2 separate regions of the Sus scrofa genome follow, and region 2 is linked to region 1. Evidence: chromatin contacts called from public HiChIP or PLAC-seq data. All regions are on one chromosome and are shown on one strand. The core of a region is the stretch at or near the end of the contact, and the rest is flanking DNA. Distances in the headings are between cores, read along the strand shown.

Region 1 (7,627 bases), core at 3,284-5,783:
TTTGACTATTCTTACCTTAGTACCTCATGTAAGTGGAAACATGCAATGTATGTCCTTTGGTGCCTGACTTATTTTTATTATGATGCCTCCAAGTTTCCTTCATGTGGCAGAATATGTCATAATTTCCTTCCTTTTCCTTTTTACGGCTTTTTTTGTTGTTATTGTTGTTGATAATACCCATTCTAACAAGGATGAGATGGAATCTTATGTGGTTTTGGTTTCCATTTCGCTGATGATTAGTGATTCTGAGTATTTTTTCACATGTTTATTGGTCATTTGTAAATCTTATTTGGTGAAATGTCTTTTCAAGTCATTTGTTCATTCTTTAATGAGTTGTTTGGGTTTTTTTTTTTATTGTTGTTGCTCTGTTTTGTTTTATTGTTTAACGTATCTTTCATTATAGAGCGATACTTTTGTAAAGTACTTTAAAATTATTGCCAGTGAATTATTGGATATCAGGATGGAGGATTTTAAGATGAAGTCCTAGTACATCTGTTTCTAGCCATAGGAAAGTAAACGTGATTGACTCACTCTTCTACCTTAAACAATTAGGAAACCAGAATAATGTATGAAACAACACTTTTTCAGATATTGAACAAAAGTCCTGGTAGGAGTACGATCCCTTCAGAGAGTGGAAACAAACAAGGTGACTCCTACTATTGCCTCAGCTTATTGCTTGGAGGCAGCTCAATTGCACACCTCGGGAGGATCACACTGATCCCTGTTAACCTAATTGCCTGCCACAACAAATCCACAGCTACGGAAAGGATTTCAGCAAAATCCAGTACAAAGTCCTGAAAATTCACACTAGCCAATACAAAAAAAAAAAAAAAAAAAAAAAAAAGGTCAGGAAATATGATCCTTAAGGGGAAAAAAAAATCAACTGTTAAAAGATGAATAATAAAAATGAAACAGAAAAAAATGACATCAAAATATAAGACCCCTTTTAAAAATTATTAGATTTAATGGACAGAAAAAAATTATTCTGTCAAATTGCTATAAAAGTTTCCAAATTCTTGTTCATAAGTTCTGTACTTACCATTCCATGAAATGGCCAGTAACAATTCACAGACTGTTAACTGGTTCATAGACTACACTTTATGCTATCCTAATTAGACTAGAATTTTTTTTTTTTTTTTTGGTCTTTTTAGGGCTGCATCTGCAGCACATGGAAATTCCCAGGCTAGGTGTCCAATCAGAGCTGCAGCCTCCAGCCTATTCCAGAGCCACAGCAACTTGGGATCTGAGCTGCATCTGTGACCTACCCCACAGTTCATGGCAATGCCAGATCCTTAACCCACTGAGGCCAAGGATCGAACCCGCATCCTCATGGATGCTAGGTGGGTTCGTTAACTTCTGAGCCACAACGGGAGCTCTGTAGACTAGTACATTTTTTTTAACCTCAAGCAGATTGACTTGAATATGATTACAAAAAAAACAAACAAACAAAAAATCATGAATCTCTTGAATGTGTGGCCTTAGAGAAGAAGAGCCTGTGTCCCAGAGTGGTTACAAGTCTCCAGGGAGTCCAGTCTGAGTGACTTCCACCACAGAGCGTTCCCAGCACTGCAGCAGACCTCGAGGAACACCTGAGGTGAAGTCCCAAGTGCTCAGAGTGAAGTGCGGCAAGGAAATTTATGAGAGGCTTAATTAGCACAGTCATTTTAGATAACTGGAGACATAAGTTTTTAAGTAAAACCCTTCTAAGCCTAATTATTTCCTCTGTTAGCATGGACTTCAGAAGAAACTGCACTAAATCATTCTGGAAATAGGTCCTCAATTCACAAGATGCTGAGAACTAATTACTTAATGCATTGAATTGTGTGCATGTTATAACTGCCGAGTATGAAGACATGATTAGCAGAGCAACCACATGCCCTTTACCAATTACCTCTTCAAGGCAAACGTCTGCGGACACATTTTTCCAGAGGAGAATGGAATATTGTCTTCTGGAAAGCTGCTAATTAACAGAGGCTATCTCTTAATAGTCGTACAGATTGTTGATCAGCCTCTCCAGGCTCAAAACTGTTGTGTGAGATGAAGCTGGAAATAGAAAGTGGGAAAAAAAAGACAAATATATATAAACTGGGGATATGCATGTGTCATTGACGACTTTCTATTTGTTACGTTCCTTGTGGAACCCATTGCAACCCATCTATCAATGTCTTTTTCCATTCCTTTTGTTTCTCATCTATGAAAAGAATATAATGATAATAGCACCTTCCTTATAAAGTTTAAATAGGTTAATATAGGTAAACATATTTGCACATGCTAAGGGCTTGGTAAATATTAACTCTCTATATCTGTATCTCTACATCTATAGATGCTTACATAGTTTTCATTCATTCAAATCCACTTAAGAAATGTATAGTGTGAGAGGGATCAGTCTGAAAATTGCACAGCTGGGTTTTGTAAATTAAAAGCTCTGGTATAGTTTTGTAGGATGCAGCACTGTTTATTTCAAGTTAGCCATTTTCATTATTTTCTCTGGCAAAAGCACATCACCCCAAGGGCAAGGAGTTGAGTCCTTAGGTGTGGGCCATAGAATCAAGCTGAGAGGGCAGTCACCTGCTGTCAACTTCATCGTTTGCAAAAGTTCATTATTTCTTTTGGTTTCCCCATAGAATCATTACCACCCCTTTCCTACTACTGGGTCATTTTAATCTATAGGTGAGAAAAAGAGTTATTCGGCAGAGCACTGAGCGATAGTTGCCTTGGCTGGCAGTTGCCACTACCATCCAGAGGGCTCAGAAAAATGACAGAGGTGACACAGTAACTAAGCTCCATCAAACGTGAAAAATGGCAAGTGGACGTTTCATTTTTTTTGTTTTAAGTCTACCTCCCTTTTCCTTGCTGTGAAAATAGAACCTCATGGTGAGGACACTTGGCAGAGACAAGTGAACAGGTATGCCTGGCTTGGGCATTCACATCTGAAATTTTTGATGAGTGCCTTGCCTGGTCACAGACAACTGTATCAAGCCTGCAGGACTGCATCCTTCCTGTTTTAGCAGGAGACAGCTCTGTGGATTGTCGAGTTGCTTTATGGATTCCAGTGGGTGCTCCCTATATAAATGTGGGAACGTCTCTTAAGATAACCAGTGGCCACTAGGGATGAATGCTCTGACTACTTTTGTTGACAGTAAATAAAATGATTTTGAAATGGATCATACAGAGGTCTCATCTGTAGAGAAAGGACTCTTTTGGTTATCCTGATGCTTGGCTCAATTGGTTTTCTGAAATGAGAATGTAATATTCCTGAGAGGTTGAACTGTTTTCATTTAAAAATTATCATTTAGGGGAGTTCCCATTGTGGCTGGGGTAACAAACCCAGCTAGCATCCATGAGGATGCGGGCTTGATCCCTGGCCTCCCTCAGTGGGTTAAGAATCCAGTGTTGCCGTGAGCTGCGGTGTAGGTCGCAGTCACAGCTGTGATCCTGCATTGCTGATGATGTGGTGTAGGCCAGCAGCTGCAGCTCTGATTGGACCCCTAGCCTGATAACTTCCACATGTAGTGGGTGCAGCCCTAAAAAGCAAAAACAAACAAACAAATAAACAAAAAAGGTCATTTGGGGTTAGATGTGAGCTCATGCTAAACTAGAGGTAACAAAAATTAGATAATAAGGAATTTATTTTTTTGTTTTCTGCTTCCTAACTTTCCCCCGTGACATTCTCTAAATTTCTTAGTTGGTGACATTTTGTTGTTTCTATGTTCTTTCTTAATACCCTCATTCAGTCTCTTGGTTTCACATATCACCATTGCTTTGTGAAAAACAACTGAATTTCTCTTTACAGTTATGGGGCTGCTTCTTATATGAGGTGATAAATCTCTATCATCTAGGCCATCTCAGTTCAATATTCTCTTACTTATACCTTAAAGCATCTTGACTCTTTTCCCTCAAAACAGTAGTGGGAGAGTGAATCATTCTAAAGCCATGTCATGTTCATGTCCCTCCCGTGTTCAGAAATCTTCAGTAGTTCCCTACTCCCTATCAAAAAACTCTAAATTTATTATCTAGCATTTAAGACTTTCCTAAAATTTGTTCCAACCTACCTTTCCAAGCTTGTTTCTTATATGCTTCATTTACACGGTCTCTTGCAGAGGTCGAAACACTTTAAGGGCTTCTGTGGGGAGAGGGAAGAGGAGAGGGTACCACCCAGTGCAGTGGCTTATTGTGTCCTGGATCAAAGCTTCCTCCCCCTTCCCAGCACCTTCCCTGCCTCCAGGGACTAAATGTGAAACTAGCTGGGGTCAGTCCAATTTTCAACCAGAAATTCACTTCTGTTTAGAAGGCAGAGATCATCATCAGAAAGTTCTTCTGTATCCAAATGTAGATTAAAGAGCAAAGTGAACTTCCTGAAAGGTAGGGGTTGCCTTGAGATCATGGCTCCTGGACCCCTGAGCTCTAGGATCAGCACTGTCGGGGGTAACTCTTGAGTACTGCGTGCCCTCAATATGCAAGTTTCTCCTCTGGCAGCAGGAAGCACATAGATAATGCTGAAGCTGCAAGACCAAAACCAGAACAAATTCCAGAACACAGAAAAACAGGAACAAAGCATGCAGGCAGCCAGCATAAAGGGGCCAGCAAGGGCCAGTGTCACTGCCTCGGCAAGAGTTCCCTCCAGGATGAATCTCCTCTTCTAGACCTTTCCATAGCCAGACTATGGACAGCCCACACCTGCTCAGAAAATATTAGCCCAAATGGTCTGTATGTTTTCAAGGTTCAGAAGCTGCCTTGAGGATCTGCCACCTCTTTTCACATCCAGAACATCCCTACCAACAAGACAGAAGCAAAGCTCCTCTGAACACACAGATATTTGCCTTCAGAATGATCTGAAACCTCTCCTGGATCCAGCTAACTAGGACCAGAATTCTTCCCTGAATACCAAACTGCAGCCAGCTCCGTGCATTCTAGAACCAGGACCCACACCTGCTGCTCCCGTATCCCCTGGCCTGGGATAGGCCAGGGTAGAAAACAGACTGATGCCCTTGGCAGGCAGCCTTGTCAGCGCTGCTCCATTGCTTCTACATGGTACTCGGCCAAATCTGTGCCCCCAAACCAAGTAGTTACCTCTGTCTCCCACAGGAGTAATGGGCCTGGCAGATTCCTGTGCCCACCACGCTGACCCCTCCACTAGTGTCCAGTGGGGAGCCCCTCAGCCTAGGGTAGAGCCCATATGGATCACCTCAAAAGCAGCTAGATCATCAGGAACACCGCTTCTAAACTTAATCCAGAATATGCTTCCCCCTGATGAGAAAACACCCATAGCAGCACATGGAACACAGAATGCCAGGGTATTAAATGAACCCAAAGAAACCATGAGGATTGATACAACCATACTGGCTCACTAACAAAGCCTAGGTAAGAGACCTGGGTCACAGATGGTCAGCTCCTTCACAGCAGGTATCATCTTCTAATTGTGGCCCCAGTGGAGGGAGAGCAACTTCCTGGGAGACACGGGTGTTCCAGGAGAAGGCACATTTTAACATTCTGTAACACCATACCTCAAAATTCAGCAGATACAGCACTTTATAGGCCCAAGAGGCCCTGACGCCTTCACTGTATTGGGCAATGGCCTACCTTCAGTCTTTTTGGAACAGATCTGCAGGAGGTCTACATGAGTGGGATCTTTTCTCTATACTCTACCTGAGAAGCCCAGCCAGACACTGAAATAGTCCCCATGAGAGGAAGTTCCAGGCCATAAACAGCCGTGGGGTCCTAAACCAGGGTGTTTGCACAGGGGATGATGGGCATACCAGCCCCAAGAACATACAAGCTTTGCCTGGCTTAGGAGGTCTGGTGTCTGGAAATTTGAGCAGCTTTCTGGGTACAGGTCTGTCCATGCTAAGCCTCAACCAGTGGGATCACAAACCACTCTGAAGCAAGAGGAAAGTATTAATGAAATGTGCACGGACAAATTTATTTATTTATTTATTTATTTATTTATTTATTTATTTATTTATTTTTGCTTTTTAGGGCCATACCCAGAGTGTATGGGAATTCCCAGGCCAGGGATCACATTGGAGCTTCAGCTGCTGACCTATGCCCACAACCACAGCAGACATGGGATGCAAGCCACATCTGTGACCTATACCACAGCTCATGGCAAGGCCAGATCTTCAACCCACTGAGCCAGGCCAGGGATCAAACCCACATCCTCATGGATACCAGTTGGGTTTGTTATGGCTGAGACACAACAGGAACTCCAGAATTAATTTTTTAAACAAAGGGAACCATTAGGAAGTTCAGGGTAGGAATAGCATAGAAATTAAAAAAATATATATTTGACATTTAGGATTTTGTTTTTAGTTTAAGTGCTCCTCAGTGCTTTCTCCCTCTATATACATGTCTTATACCTACTTCATCCTTCACCATCTCCTCCATTATGGGTGTTTTCTTCTCTTATGCCCCCACCCCAGCCTGCTCATGCCCTGCTTCCCTCCCCTCTTTTCCCTTGGGCACTACGGTACATGGCATCGTTCTGGGGAGACACATCTAGTAAAGTCTCAGCATCCCTGCTGAGCATGTTCCTGGTTGTGTGTGTGTGTGTGTGTGTGTGTGTGTATATGTTGGAAGGATGATAGTGATTTCTGGCCCCAGAAAGCACTGTGGCTTTTTTCTCCCCTTTGATTTTTTCTTCACCAATACGCCCTTCTTTCCACCCACCCCACTCTTGTTTTCTGGTCTCCTTTTGTTTGGAATTTCCAGGTGAATTTTATTAATGTGGGAGTGGAACAGATGCTAAAAGTCATCCAGGATTTTGTTTTTCTTTTTTTTAATTTTGTGGTTACTTCCCTTTCTTCCTCCTCCTACACACAAAATGTTCTATGTAACTTCCATTAAATTCAGCGCAAAACCACTTGCTGGGGCTGTGACATCAAAAAATAAAATATATTGTTTCCCATATAATTCAGAAGAATACTTTAAGGTTCAATCCAAAAATGACTTCCATGAAATTCTTCCTAATCTCCTAGGAAAGACCAAATGTCATTTTCCTTGGAACTTGCTACTTCCATCTAACACTTCCTTCTGTCCTTTTCTTGTAACATATGTTTTTAATGTTTTATCTTTCCTATAAATTGAAACTACATGAGAGCTGAATCTGACTCTAATTCAGCTTTGGACACTCCACAGTGTTTTGCATATAGATGTTGCTTGAATGTTAGGCAGATGCGTAAATTTCTTTCTATAACCACTTCAGATTATCCCTAGCATGGGGAACGATGGAGGGAGCAATTAAAACAAGCCTCACAAGTTGGAACATGACATTCAATTTATGAAATTAGGGTGAAAGAAAAGAAGAGTCAGAGGAAGGTATAACCTGAGTTATAAATAGTCCCAGAGAAACTAAACAACAGATGACAGAGGGGTTTGTACGAGCTTACAAGGTGCTGAGGGTAAAAAGTTACAGTTTCTAAAGCGGAAGGAAAAGTTTATAAAATTTGCTTCTGAGCAGTGCAGTCAGGCAGTACCAGGTCTTACTATGTGTCTCAGTCTGTGCAGGCTGCTATAACAAAATACTGTAATAGACTGGGTGGCTTAAACACCAAATATTTCTCACAGTTCAGAGGGGTAGAAGTCCAAATGCAAGACTCCAGCAGATTCGGTGTCTGGTTGGAACCCTCTT
Region 2 (7,627 bases), core at 2,700-5,199, 290 kb after region 1:
CAAGAATGTCCATATGCCGCAGGTGCAGCCCTAAAAAGAAAAATAAATAAATAAATAGGACAATTAAATATCATTTTAAAAAAAGAAGTACCTGACCATACACTATAACTTCGAGGCTCTCCACGTGGGTCCCCAAGCCCACAGCAACTGCATCCCCTGGGACTTATCGAAGATGCACGATGCACATTTCTCAAGCCCACCCTAGACCCACTGAATCAAAAGCTCTGGGGATGGGGGTCCTGGGACCTGTTTTAACCAGCCCTCTAGGTGATTGTGATCCACACCCAGGTTTGAGAACCACTGCTATACCCTTCTTCTTCTACAAAGAGTTCAAACATAACCATTGTGCTGCATCACGCAGATGTATTTTTTTTTTTTTACGTATTTATCTGAATGTGCGTCATAGAAAATTCACTAGCATTTTTTTCTGTCATGGTCTCACAGGCCAGAAATAGTAAAGGAATATCTGGCAACACAATATTCTTTATTGATGGAGACATGGATGCTAGTGTGTGTGTGTGTGTGTGTGTGTGTGTGTGTGTGTGTGTGTGTGTGTGTGTGTGTGTCTTTGCACTCAGAAGTCTGCTCTGTATTGGGTCAGTGGGGCCACAGCTTCTGGCTTCTCTGTGTGCTGCTGTCCACTCTGACCTGAAATTATCTCATTTACTTGGGTTTGAAAAAGTCTTTCATTTTCAAACTTGCCCACCACCTAGAGAGTCTGGGAAACACTACCAGCCCATCAATACAGTTCAGTTAAATTTAAGGCAGCATGTGAAAGTTTAAATTTTCTTTCAGGGGCAATTACAAATGCCAGAAAGAAATCTCACAGATAGGGTTTTGGAAATAACTTGGCATAATGTCATCAAATAAAACCAACTTGGGCTGAAAGAGGAGGCTCCGTGGGCTTGAGCCGCCATGGGGAAAGCTCTGTCATTTAAGCTTGGAAATGTTTATTTAAGTTGAATCAACATTTACTGAGCATCCATCATGTATATAAAGTCCTGTGGTCATATTCTATTTGACATGAAGATCAGAGTCTTCTGATGGAGGGGCCCACTGCCCTCTAAGTCTAACCCCCACTCTCCTGGTAACAAGAGGGCTGTTGTGGCACATGACAGAAAGCCAACTTGAATTAGATTAAGCAAGAAAAAAGGAAAGGGGAGGAGAGAAAAGTAGGCATTGGGATTTTGTTGGTTTAAGGAATCAAATTTTGGGAAGAGCAAAATTGCAGAATCAAAGTCTGAAGCCAATGACCCAAGCCCCATCTAAATTCCCTCTGTCCATCTCTTGTCTCCGCTTCTCTTTTTGTTAGTGTCATTCTCTTTCTCTTTTAACTCTTGTTGAGCTATTGTTTACATCATATCAGTGACCTACATAAAATGTATAATTCAATGGCTTTTAGTATGTTCAGAGGGTTGTGCATCCATCACCATAATCAATTTTTGAATATTTCTGTTGTCTCACAAGAAACCCTGTACTTCTTAGCCATCACTCTCTCCCCAACCTCCTTAGCACCCCCAACACCAAGCATCCATGAATCTACCTTCTGTCTCAATAGAGTTGCCATTTCTAGATATTTCATATTAATAAAATCACACAGTATGTGGCCCTTTATGACTGGCTTCTTTCCCTCAGTATAATGTCATCAAGGTCTGTCCATGTAATAATGTCCTTCATTCCTTTTTACGGCTGACTACTATTCCATTGTATAGAGGTACCACATTTTATTTATCCATTCCTCCATTGACAGGCATTTGGGTTTTTTTTTTCTGATTTGGTGCTATTATGAATAATGCTTGCAGCATTCTCTTAAGCCAGTTTCTGTGGATGGAAGAATCCCAGACATCACCAGCACTGTGTTCTCTCCTACTTCCTAATAGCTTCCCAACCAGAGATAAATAGAATCTTCCCTCCAGGTTTTAGATATAAAACAGAGGAGGAGTGTGATTGTCCTAACTCAGTGCAACTTTCAACCAATCTAAAGGGCCAGGGAGATGGAGGCATCTAGCAAAAATGGCCACTCACTCATGCATCTAGAGAGCAGGTGAGTGAAATGTTTCCCAAAGGAAGTAGGCTGACATAGATAGGTATACTGGAGGGAGCTTTAGTTGGGCAGCCTTTCCCTTTTTGTGAATGTTAGCTCTTTTCTACAACTTCACTATAAAGTCAGAAGACTTTATATCTTCAAATGTGTAACTATCAAGCTACCAGCTCCACAGTCCTTCAGAAGATCCCAGAGAACCTCAGGAACAAACTAGCATGGGGTGAATTCAGACTGAAGAGCAAGGACACTGGGTGATATGAGGGGAGTTCAACCAGTTAGTCAACCATCAGGTATTTATTACATACCTACTGTGAGTTACACATCATGCTAATAACAAAGCTAAAAAGACACACTAAATGATAAGTGAAGCCTTTCTTTTTTTTTTACTATCAATTCTGCTTCTATTTTTAACTTGTAGTGATCTATAGCTATATAGGCTTGGCACGGTGGCCCCAGGGTTTCCAATTTGTAGATTTGTTCCACTGTCAGTCACCCAAGTTTGCTCTGTTCTTTTATTTTTAAATTAAAGTATCATTGGTTAATGTTGTATTAGTTTCAAGTGTACAGCAAGGTGATTCAGATATGTATACGTTCTGTTCTGTGGCATCAAAATACAATAAGTTCTTCAAGATTAGACTTTGGACCAAAGAGAGAGAGCAGTGGATGCTGAAATGTGGAACAAATCCATGTTGAAAAATCAAGTTTACCAGGCGCTAGGATGTTTTCTTTTGTTTTTAGCAAAGGTGAGAGTCAAACCTAGAAGGGAGGAATTCCAAGGATGAGACCCTTACGTAGCCCTGACTCCATTCTGTTGCATTTCACGTATCCTTTGAATCTTTTTCACCACCACGTTATTATCCTGAGAAATAGTCCCCTTTAATTGTATAGTTAAGTTCAGACAAAACCCCTAACAAAGCTAAGACTGGCAGAAGCTACTAAATACTATTGAGAAAAAAAAAAAGATAATAAATAAATATAGCAGAAAAAACATGGCCTCTAAAGCTTGTCGAAAGTGTTTTCTGACTTCCTATCTTTGGGGTCCTGGAAAAGCCGCTTATGCTCTTTTAGCCTCTTTTCCTCTTTTGGAAAATGAGATTAATAATACCTATCTTTTAGGCTTATATTGGGGACTAAATAAGGTTTATTCCTTCAACAGATATTAGGATGTCAGACACTGATTTAGATAAAACGGTGACACACCCCCAAATCACACCTTTATGGAACTTAGGTTCTTGTTAAGGGAAGATAGACCATAAGCAAATCAGTAAGTTAAAGGCATGGACTATATACATTTTTTACAAGGGAATAACCTATGGGTAGCTATGTCTAAAAAGAAAAAATACATAAACCACCTGTTCTCTATACCTATTGCTCAAGAATGTATTTTTAGAGGAAGTTGGCTTCTTTGCCTGAGAACAGCATTTCAAGGGGGGAATTTAGCTATCCAGAGGAAAAGGCCAAATTCCATTTTATAACCAAGACATTCGGAGAATGAGGAACAAGGCTTCTATGCGTAATAATGTAAAAGGCCGGTCTGGGACAGTAAGTCTGATTGAGAGAAACTTGACCTAAGGTAGGTAAGCACAGAGTTGAAGGCACTGGGCCAGCCCCTGACCAGAGGTCTCACAAGGCAGCAGCCAACCACTCGTCCCTGTGAAGAAGTTGAGCTCCTGGTTTTCAGGAGTAGGGTATCTGGTATACGGTCTAAAATTGCCATCTTGGCCTTGTAATTGCTTTATATTCTGCCCAAGCCATTTATAAAATTGTATCTTACACTGAAACTAGGAGGTAGTTGTGCTTTCTGGGTAAAGAGAAAGGCCATAGTTCACTCCTGGAATGCCCCAGGATGGAGAGAGAACAGCAGGGTTGATGAGGGAAGGACAGAAGTGTGGAGAGAAATGACTGGAGGAGAAGTCCAGGGTGAGGTCAGCTCAGAGAACTTGTAGGCGCATTTTCTGGCAAGACTTAGGATGATTAAGAAAGAAGAAACTCATGAAAGCAAGCTCCTGTGGAATGGAGCTCATCATTGAGCATTCACGGCAAGCTTCAGGGGCAGGAGAATTGGGGACTTTTTTGAGTATCTATGGAACATTCTGGTCATAGAGTAGATATTCCATAAATGCTCATTCCCTTCTTCATCCTCTTTATTTCCATAATAAAATGATAGGGAAGAAAATCAAAGTTATGAGAAACTGTTCACCCACCCAGGAATATTTTGTTGAGGTACCAGAATTAATTTGCCTATGGGGCAATATTGATACAGGATGCTTACAATAACTTTTCAAGGCTCTTTGCCACAGACAAATCATATATATACATATATATAGTTTATTCTCTACATGGGATAAAGCATATCAACTACATTTTTAAATTGTATAGTATAATACAAGCTAAATCTATATTAAAATGTTAAAAATGATTAACTTCTAGTTGACTATAGTTGGTTTTTTGTTTTCTTATTTAATCTGTTTTCTAAATATTCTTCAATGAACATATTTCTTTTTTATTAAGGTATAATTGATTTACAGTGTTGTGCCAATTTCTGCTGTATACCATAGTGATCCAGTCATACATATGTGTGTGTGTGTGTGTGTGTGTGTGTGTGTGTGTACACACATTCTTTTTCTCATACTATCTTTCATCATGTTCTATCCCAAGAGATAGGATATAGTTCCCTGTGCTGTACAGCAGGACCTCATTTCTTTTTTTTTTTAATTACTCAAATGAATTTATCACATCTGTAGTTGTATAATGATCATAACAATCTGATTTCACAGGATTTCCATCCCACAACCCAAGCACATCCCTCCACCCCCCAAACTGTCTCCTCTGGAGACCATAAGTTTTTCAATGTCTGTCAGTCAGCATCTGTTCTGTAAAGAAGTTCAGTCTGTCCTTTTTTCAGATTCCACATAGGACCTCATTTCTTATCCATTCTAAATGTAATAGTTTGCATCTATTAACCCCCAATGGCCGGTCCATCCCACTCCTTCCCTTTCCCCCTTGGTAGCCACAAGTTTGTTCTCCATGACTGAATCTGTTTCTGTTCCTTACATAGGTGCGTTTGTGCCATATTTTATATTCCACATATAAGTAATATCATATGGTATTTGTCCTTCTCTTTCTGACTTAGGATGCATCTATATTGCTGCAAATGGCATTATTTCATTCTTTTTCTAATGGCTGAGTACTATTCCACTGTATCTACATAGCAAGTCTTCCTTTATGTTTTTTTAATTGTTATTTCCCCAATACAATTTTTTCCCCACTGTACAGCATGGTGACCCAGTTACACATACATGTACACATTCTATTTTTGTGCATTATCATGCTCCATCATAAGTGATTAGACGTATTTCCCAGTGTTACACAGCAGGATCTCACTGATAATGCATTCCAAAGGCAATAGTTTGTATATATTAACCCCAAGCTCCCCAACCACCCCATTCCCTCCCCCTCCCCCTCCCCCTTGTCAACCACAAGTCTCTTTTCCAAGTCCATGGTTTTCCTTTCTGTGGAAAGGTTCATTTGTGCCATATATTATATTCCAAATATAAGTGATATCATATGGTATTTTTCTTTCTCTTTCTGACTTACTTCACTTAGTATGAGAGTCTCTAGTTCCATCCATGTTGCTGCAAATGGCATTATTTTGTTCTTTGTTATGGCTGAGTAGTATTCCATTCTGTATATATATACCACATCTTCCTAATCCAATCATCTGTAGATGGACATTTGGGCATTTGGGTTGTTTCCATATCTTGGCTACTGTGAATAGAGCTGTAATGAACATGTGGGTGCATGAGTCTTTTTTGAGGAAAATTTTGTCTGGATATATACCCCAAAGTGGGATTTCTAGGTCATATGGTGGTTCTATGTATAGATTTCTAAGGTATCTCCATACTGATCTCCATAGTGGTTTTACCAGCTTACATTCCCACCAGCACTGCAGGAGGGTTCCCTTGTCTTCACACCCGCTCCAGCACTTGTTATTTGTGGATTTATTAATGATGGCCATTCTGACTGGTGTGAGGTGGCATCTCATGGTAGTTTTGATTTGCATTTCTCTAATAATCAGTGATGTTGAGCATTTTTTCATGTGCTTGTTGGCCATCTGTACATCTTCCTTGGAAAAATGTCTATTCGGGTCTTTTGCCCATTTTTCCATTGGGTTGTTGGCTTTTTTGCTGTTGAGTTGTTCAAGTTGCTTGAATGTTCTAGAGATGAAGCCCTTGTCAGTTGCATCACTTGAAACTATTTTTCTCCCATTCTGTAAGTTGTCTTTTTGTTTTCTTTTTTGTTTCCTTTGCTGTGCAAAAGCTTTTCAGTTTGATTGGGTCCCATTGGTTTATTTTTGCTTTTATTTGTGTTGCTTTGGGAGACTGACCTGAGAAAATATTCATAAGGTTGATGTCAAAGAATGTTTTGCCTATGTTCTCTTCCAGGAGATTGATGGTGTCTTGTCTTATATTTAGGTCTTTCAGCCATTTTGAGTTTATTTTTGTGCATGGTGTGAGGGTGTGTTCTAGTTTCATTGATTTGCATGCAGCTGTCCAGTCAATTAATCTTTGACAAAGGAAGCAATAACATAAAATGGGAAAAAGACAGTCTTTTCATCAAGTATTGCTGGGAAACCTGTACAACATCCTCTTAGTGCATTCATCTATCAATGGACATTTAGGTTGTTTCCATGTCTTGGCTATCGTGAATAGTGCTGCAGTGAACATAGGGGTATGTATATCTTTTTGAATTACAGTTTTGTCTGGATATATGCCCAGGACTGGTTTTGTTCCATGCGAGTCAATGCCCAAATGATCTTGTCTTCATCCCTGTTGAGACCTAAGAGAATTCTCACTGGACAACTACCCCAAGAGCCCAGCTCTCCTGGTGTCCAGTCATAAATGTCTTCCCTCCACATAAATGATGGAAGTATTATATTTGGTGACATGTATGGTCTCACCTCAAGGCTAATCTTGTTCTCTAAATGCGAAGTAGATTTCATCCAAAGAATACTTCGGTGGACACAATCACATCACTAACATAGAAACACCATTATTATCAAGATAGTTCTGACACAGTGTTGTGATAGTTATATTTTCTTTCCTATTACCTTTTCTTGCTTTTTACTCTGGGTTGAAATGCTTCTCACTGAAGCAGCACGTGGTTTGCTTTTCTCTCCTCTCCAGTATTTCTTTTTCTGATCCCTTTACCTGAGAGTCACTATTCATAGGTAAGCTTGGAGATGGAGTTTGGGTGTAGCTCCACAGTTTCATCTATTTATCCTCATATTGAGGCATGCTGGAAAGATCTTGAAACTACTGAATATTTTTAGGTCATTTTTGTAGGCATTTTAATTTACTTTATAGCTTTTTTCCAAGGCTAATTCACATTTGCAATGGAAGAGTCTGCTCTTCCTTTAAGCGATGGATGGAAGCCTTTCTCAAGTAAAAGGAACACATATTTAAATTTATGATAGATGAACTTGGCTGCAACAGCCACATTCCTGTTCTACTTTGAGCTTGGCAGGCCACTCTAATATTTCTGCTTGGTCTATAGATAAGAGATCTCTTTTATTTTCTTTTG

What was found. HiChIP or PLAC-seq counts read pairs in DNA pulled down with a chosen protein or histone mark.
Region 2: an H3K27ac HiChIP or PLAC-seq map of alveolar macrophages shows a contact between it and region 1. The contact joins two enhancer-like sites. A contact is called at or near these places in 1 of 47 Hi-C or Micro-C datasets (mesenteric adipose tissue) and 2 of 2 datasets of contacts at active chromatin or transcription factors (alveolar macrophages and skeletal muscle).

What each region holds. Positions count from the first base shown.
Region 1 is chr16:45,987,103-45,994,729 of Sscrofa11.1, forward strand. No RefSeq gene overlaps it. Among named protein-coding and RNA genes, the nearest start is that of CD180, 400 kb to the left of the region's middle. Within about 2 kb of position 4,534, at least 8 of the 83 cell types and tissues checked have an H3K27ac peak or open chromatin away from gene starts, as enhancers often do. A contact at or near this core is called in alveolar macrophages, where this site is marked.
Region 2 is chr16:46,278,527-46,286,153 of Sscrofa11.1, forward strand. No RefSeq gene overlaps it. Among named protein-coding and RNA genes, the nearest start is that of PIK3R1, 150 kb to the right of the region's middle. Within about 2 kb of position 3,950, at least 1 of the 83 cell types and tissues checked has an H3K27ac peak or open chromatin away from gene starts, as enhancers often do. A contact at or near this core is called in alveolar macrophages, where this site is marked.